2 separate regions of the Danio rerio genome follow, and region 1 is linked to region 2. Evidence: chromatin contacts called from public HiCAR-type data. All regions are on one chromosome and are shown on one strand. The core of a region is the stretch at or near the end of the contact, and the rest is flanking DNA. Distances in the headings are between cores, read along the strand shown.

Region 1 (3,593 bases), core at 751-3,250, 170 kb after region 2:
ACTATGTAATTATAAGCAAATGCTGGTAATAGAATATGAGGTTTATACAGGCTGCCTCAAAACCCAGAGATATATGCTTAACTAACATTATTTACCTGAAATGTTGTCCTGCTCCATTTTACACAATGTACATTTGTAAACTACAAATTAGCATATTCATGAAGATGATAACACTGCTTGGATAATCATTAAACCGCTTATCTATGCGTGGGAATTTTTGCCATTCAGATCCTCACTATTCTAGACAAGTGACAATAGTTTATATAGCACTTCGTAACAGTGCATGATTCAAAACAGACTCACTTTAATAAGCAGGAATAGGTTAATGATGTAAAAAAAAGTATCTGAAACAAACCCAGTATATAAAGCAGCTATAAATAGAAAAAAATAGTGCCAGTTTGCAGTATACAATAAAACTGCACATATGTTTTCTAATATAGTATAGCAGAATGTATAGGCCTGTATATAAAGGTATAGTACTTTTGTGATACATTTTGTTTAGGCTACTCTAAATAATTAAAAATGTTCTTTTCAAAGAATTTTAAGAACATTCTGTTGAATATATAGGCTCTATGGATGTTAAATGATATAAATCTTTTATAGGATCTTTATTTTGTTTAATGCAATTTAAGCTTTCACAAGGCAGGCACTGGGTCAGTTCGTGATTGGTTGTCTGTTGCTAAACAACACATTGTAACATTGAGCACAAGCTCTGCTAAAAGCGATGCTAACCCACTTTCAAACATACAAAAATGAAACGTAAAGTGGTAGATTATTTGCTTATAAATGCTAGTTTTAAAATGCATAAACTAGCATTTATTTGAGTTTTAAAAAGAAACTTGTGTGTAATTGTAGCGTCACAAACAGATAACTCAGGCTTTAATTAGCAAACAGACAAACTAACCTGGCTTGACAGTCTTCAGACGGAGGGGTTCGCGAAAGTGGCGGATGACGGCGAGGGTGTCTCGGTTTGTCAGTCCGCTGACAGGCGTGCCGTTCACCTCCAGAAGCACATCTCCTGGACCAGGCAGCCTGCCGACATGGCACACTAGCGCGTCCGACAACACCTGTCCCAGGTGCGGGAACTCTCCGTGCTCGGCTCCTCCGCGTATCTCCAACACGGCGCAGAGCTCCTCTGCATTACCCCACGAAACAGCACATTCCTGCACTTTGCTGGACCAGTGTTTCTTCTTCTTCAGCGTCTTGGACATGATTAATCCCTTTCGTACACGAGTCTCTCAAAACAAACTGGTTATTTCCTTATGCAAGCGCGTTTAGAGTGCTAAAAAGCACAGCGGCTTCATTCCCATGTCTTGATGTAAAGGTAAAAAAAAGGTCCTAAAACTTCACAATTGACATCGCTCGGTTGTACTCCCAGTATGGTTCAGTCAAAACGCACGAAATTCATCAGAACTGAGGCACAAGCTCACGCGAAGGTAAAATAGATCATTGCCTTAAAATCTACGCTAGTCTTCAGAGCTCACCAAGAAGTGTGTCGCCAAATGTCCTCGCACGATCCAAACAAACGCTTTCTAGGAGCAAAAGACACGGAAATGGCAATAAACTACCACCGAGGCAGGACAGCCTACTTCATCCAGGCGCATAAAAATAATCTAGCCTCCTCAAATCGCTCGGTAATACCGGCTGATGAATGAAACGCCGTAGAAAAACACTCAGATCCGCGTGTAATCCCTCGCGATCTAGGGCGACTGTTGTTAACTTGGTTTCGCGCACCTGTTCCAATGACATCAGCTACCGGCGCGTTCACGGGAAACGACGAGGAGCAACAATGTATACCTGGATCGGGAATGCACGAATTGCTAGGTCCAGCGTCAGACGACCTTTGATTCTAGTAGAAACGCCCTCTCGTGTGGGCTGTTGTTGTTGTGTGGAGCTGTCAGTGCCCGTCGGTCATTAATTGTAGGTGCAGCTTTGCAACTTTGTAGTCTTTTTTTCAGCTTATTACTTGCGCCAAACCAGAGCAGCGTCTGTCAGTGGCGCACACCGACACCAATGCAGAGTGGACGAAAGCACGGCGGCCAATCAGAGCGAGGGGGCGGGCTTTACCGCACTATTTCACAATGCCAAACATAAAAGCGCCTCTGCTATGCTTAGAGCTGAAAGGACATGGCAACTCTGTTGAGGAAAATTAAGTACTTTAAATGAAATCGCATACCACAGTGTTTCTCAACCACGTTCCTGGAGGATCACTAGCTCTGCACATTTTCCATACCTCCTTACCAAACACACCTGATTTAGATCATTAGCTCATCAGCAGAGACCAAAAGACCTGTCATGGTTGTGACAGACAAGAAGACATCCAAAAAATGCAGGTCGGATGGTCCCTTAGGAATATAGTTGCGAAACACTGGCATGACAAATACCTATAATTCAAATACTATCATAAATCATAAAAGGTAAATGTAAGTATTTTTAATAACTGTTACATACCCTTAATTCTGTCTAGGGGAACACAGGTACACAACATAATAGTAGTCAAAATAGTTAGTGAAGTTTGTTTGTTTGTGTGTGTGTGTGCGTGTGTGTGTGTCAGTAATAATGTCCCATGAGCAACCTCCCAAAAGACTAAACAAACGAAAAATTACCAAAACCCAAACACTTCACAATGCAATTTGAATAAAGCAAGCTTCAAGAGGGAGTTCAAGCCAAATCAACAAATAAAAAGTTCTCTAACTGATAGAAAGGAACTAAATCATCTATTAAAGAAAATCAAAATACCCTCACACCCTTCTAACATTAACAGGAGGAAAAATAATGACAAAAAGAAAAAGGGTAAAGTTTTAATAAAAAACAAAGTAAAGAGTCAATAACAAAGTACTATTGAAAAATGAAAAAATCATAATAATAAAAAAACTTAAATCAATCATTCATTCATTCATTCATTCATTCATTCATTCATGATTCTTTTCGGCTTAATCTCTTTATTAATTTGGGGTCACCATAGCGGAATGAACCCACATTGTATCCATGCATATGTTTTTAAGCAGTGGATGCCCTTCCAGCTGCAACCCATCACTGAGAAACACACTCATTCACTCTCATACACTATGGACAAATTTAGCTTACCCAATTCAACTGTACCACATGTTTTGGACTTGTGGGGTAAACCGGAGCACCAGGAGGAAACCCACACGAACTCGGGGAGAACATGCAAACTCCACAAAGAAAAGCCAACAGACCCAGCTGGGACTCGAACCAGAATTATTTATAATTTATAATTGTTTCATTATAAGCATATCTATATGGAGTACAATAGTTTGGGGGTTCTGTATTGTTTAGCCCTGGTTGAACCCCCAAAATGTGAAATTAAATTAATAACTGCAGAATATATTGGACTATTATTATGAAGTAATTTGTGTCTGTTGCATACAAAACAAAAGGAAAATCCTTTACACATTTATACATTTCAATATGGGACGTATAAATTTGCTCCTGTTACATGCATTTATATACATGAACAACATGATTTTAATGCATGTATTATGTACTTTACAAAAACAACATGCCATTTTGTTTTGCAAAGTAATATAGAACTGCATAACGTTCTTCACATCAAGTGTTAAAACAGAACT
Region 2 (3,876 bases), core at 612-3,111:
CTCTAATTTACTGCATTTTGACCATAAAGTATGTTCTGTATTTTACAGTTTTTGCATGACATTTTGTTAAATGGTTATTTTCTGTAATTTAACAGAATATCTCTGGAATCCCTGCTGCAGGTCTTTTGACCTTTTTTTTATTTATTTTTTATTTGTTTACAGATTTTATTTTACAGTGTAGTTTAGGTCACAATTCAGGTTATTATCTACTGGCTTATTACCTGCCTGTTATAAAAATTTTAACTGTTCATTAGTAGTTATAAAGCAGGATCTTATTCTGTATCCTTAATCCAACCCAAAACCTAAACCAAGCTTCTACCTTACTAACTATTAATAAACAGCTACTTAGTTTATTAAGCCAGTAGTGTTAGTAAATGGTTTGTTGATACAGTGAATTGTGACCTAAACTAAATTTTTACTATATATTTTAGAAAATGTTTTGTATTATGCAAGTTTTTTTTTAGAATTATGTTGTTTCTACTTGAAGAAACCATTTATTTTTTACACATTCTAGCTGAAGACTCTCTGTGTGGCTTTACCTCTTAAATTTATTCAATTTTTACAAGTTAAATGCAACATGCTGTACAGCACAGATCTAGCATCACTAAATATACTCGCCTACATCTGTACAGTATAAATCTAAGTTGATGCATCTCTTAAACACAGGATGGAAAATTGTTGGGCACGATGAATATTTTAATCCTCAAGTTTTATATGAGAATTGTGTCCTTAATCAGGTGGAAAGGATGCTGAATGATGTAACTCATTTCCCCCCCCCCCACATTATGAACTGCTTCCCTTCGGTAGATATATAGAGTCCCTTAGTGTAGGGTAAACTAATAAAAAAATCCTTTGTATCAATTTCAGTGGCTTTTTTAACAAGAGTTTATCAATAATTGTAATTATTGTAACTTCTATATTTTGTATTGTTTGTTTTATAGAATGTCTGCAGCAATATGGTGTTGCCCATAACAAATTTCCTGTCAAGGACAATAAAGTTTACTACTACTATTCAATTTCTGCACATGAATGCTGTCAGGCTCTCTCCAGAACACCATGAAGCAATATTTTTTTCACTTTAACATTTTGCTCTCTAGAACTGCAGTTTGTTTATCATATGTAAAATGTATAAAATAAATGACATAAGATATATTCATGTTTAACTACCTTACAAAATCGTCCCAATCAATATATCTTAATTAATGACTTTCCAAATAGAGCTAGTTATTTCAACTGGTGAATTTGTATTTCTATCCCAATGTATATCTCAGTGAAATCTAAAATGCAATTAAACCCCAAACCTCCAACCAATAGTGCCACAAGTAAACCATGAACAAAAACAAACAAACAAACAAACAAACAAACAAACAAACAAACAAACAAACTGAAAAAAATATTAAAGGTGATGTGTCCTGTTATCACTCCACACATGGCAAAAAACATATTTATATTTATCAAAAGGTTAAATTACATATCATAAAAAAAACACTTAATATCACTGTTTCTAACACAATCTAACTTCTTACAATAATCTTACAATCTTACAAAATAATTCCGTTTTCTTGTTAGATAAGGCTGAATTTTATGATCAAATAAACTGGTAAAATGTGTTTAAATGTATGTACGATTTTTTCATTGATATTTAACATGCAAATGTATCTAAATTCTTGCATATTTCAGGTTAAAATTAAATTCCGAATGACAGTTGTTCAATATATTTTTGGACCTCGTGGTTTCTAATGAAAAAAAAAAAAAAAAAAAAAAAACGTTATTGCTGCTCCATAATAATCATGGTCCAATCTGTGCTGTGGTTGACTTGCTGTGGACTTCACAGATGGACAGTACCTTAACAGAAGTGTGCACTGTCAACAGCCGTTATCATCTCTATCAACAGGCACTAGGCCATGCATAAAAGAAACCTGCTTACTCAAAACAATTCTGCTGAGTGTCCTCTCCTGATTTCACAAGCTATGTGACTGGAAAAACAAGTATATAAAGCGGCAAAGTTCAAAATAAGGGCTTTAAAGATCACAGCTATGCTGTTTTGCGTAGAAATAACAGGCCCCATTATCCAACAGTGATATCCCAGCAGGCCATGGGTTGAGTGTCAAGTTACACACTCGGCCCTGTGGGTGCAGACTCCACCTGTGGTTGAAATAACACATTACACTTGAGGTGAATTTTCTCAAGACATACACAGTTCTACATGTAAAACAAAGCGCAATGTAAAATTTGTAATTGACTATTTTACAGCAACACCACATTAACCACATTGCAACTTAAATTCCAATGAGATATAATTTTGCATGGAAATATAATCCTAACTTGACATTCAAAATCCAAAAAGCTTGTTACCTATCTCCCACAGTCAAATGCATATGAATGGCAGTCTCAATCTTAGTATAACTTGCTACTTTAGAACACTCAGCAGGGTTTAACGCTAAGGATTTGGGCCAGTGGTTCAGATTTTTACTTGCCCTGTCAAAATTTTTCTGGTCCCACCAAAAAAACAAAAAAAGTTAATAGCTATTTCTTAGCCACATATTTTAAATAATGCGTCAAAAACAACATCTGTGAATTTAGAAGTTATTGTGTTTAATGTGTTTTAATGTATTAATTAATAATTAATTCAAAGTGTTATGGAAACAAAAAGTGCAGTATGGAAAAGTATTTTATTGCAGTTCTTAATGATTTAACAAAAGGTGGCTGCTTTGCCAAACTGACGACAAACTTTTTTCCAACATGTTGTACCCACATAAATGTTTGCTTCCTAGACATTAGCCTCATAATTTGATGTTGCTGCCATGTTTCTGTCACTTCGATGCACTGGTTGTTGCCAACTTACAGACAAAAATAGCGTGCTCACAACATCCAATCAGATAAGAGGAACTGAAAAGCAATATGGTGTTTACAACATCACAGAGAAGGGAGCATTTAAAGGCTTAAAAGCACAAACTGTTTCTCAATTCTACAAAATTTGCAAACTGTTGCAGGCAAATTAAACTTTAGTGACATGGCAGCAGTGGCCCAATCGGGCCAGTAACGATCTTGTCTACTGTCCCGAGCGTCTCTCAAGCTGGCCCCGGGCCATCGGGCAGTCCTTATTGTTGAGCCTTGCTCAGTGTATAATTTGATTGAAAAATGACTTCTGAGCCACTTCATAAGAGTGAATCAAATCGGTGTAGACTAAATCATGAACAAACGATTCTTCTGGGGCGCTGCTACGGTAGAAAGGCATAAGGGGCTTAGCCCCGAAGACACCTTGCAAAATATTGATATTCAATAGGCTGCTTATTTTGATATAATAAAAATTGTAACAAAAATAGTAAATAAATGAATAAATAAATGTAAAATAATGATTTATATGCTAAAAACAGGGGTTTACTTCAAATTTCTTTAGAGGGAGATTTTTTTTGTTTTGTTTTCTCTCAAAATAATGTGATGTGGATATTGTGGCACTTTAAATGCATGTAATGCTTGTTTCATTCATACTGGCTGCTCTTGAGCAGAAATTCCATTTATGCCTCACAAAAGTAGCAGAACATCTCAGGAAATCCCTAGCATGGATGAAGGCATCCAGCTATTGCTGTAGATTAGGGATTACCAAACTTGTCCGGTGGTCCGGTGTCCTGCAGATTTTAGCTCCAACTCTAATCAAACACACCTGAACAAACTAATCAAGGTCTTACTAGGTATACTTGAAACACCCAGGCAGGTGTGTTAAGGGAATTTAGAGCTAAACCTTGAAGGGCACCGGACCTTCAGGAACTCGTTTGGTGACCCCTGCTGTAGATGAATGAATGAAAATAAAATCTGAATAAAAATAAAAAAGCTTTAACTGACCATTTACACGACTGAGAGAATAAATGGTCTATA

Evidence for each region. HiCAR-type assays count read pairs that join an accessible place to other places.
Region 1: a contact with region 2 is called in a HiCAR-type map of caudal fin, with 6 times the contacts expected there. The contact joins the promoter of magi3a here to the enhancer-like site in region 2. A contact is called at or near these places in 5 of 18 Hi-C or Micro-C datasets (caudal fin, embryo, hematopoietic stem cells and 1 more) and 3 of 4 datasets of contacts at active chromatin or transcription factors (caudal fin, embryo and gastrula embryo).

What each region holds. Positions count from the first base shown.
Region 1 is chr23:29,405,602-29,409,194 of GRCz12tu, forward strand. magi3a (membrane associated guanylate kinase, WW and PDZ domain containing 3a) reads right to left here and starts at 2,001. Exons shown (of 21, transcript NM_001365194.1): 1 at 905-2,001. The coding sequence starts at 1,211.
Region 2 is chr23:29,233,905-29,237,780 of GRCz12tu, forward strand. The region is part of intron 3 of magi3a (membrane associated guanylate kinase, WW and PDZ domain containing 3a); the gene reads right to left. Among named protein-coding and RNA genes, the nearest start is that of rsbn1, 98 kb to the left of the region's middle. Within about 2 kb of position 1,862, at least 28 of the 62 cell types and tissues checked have an H3K27ac peak or open chromatin away from gene starts, as enhancers often do. A contact at or near this core is called in caudal fin, where this site is marked.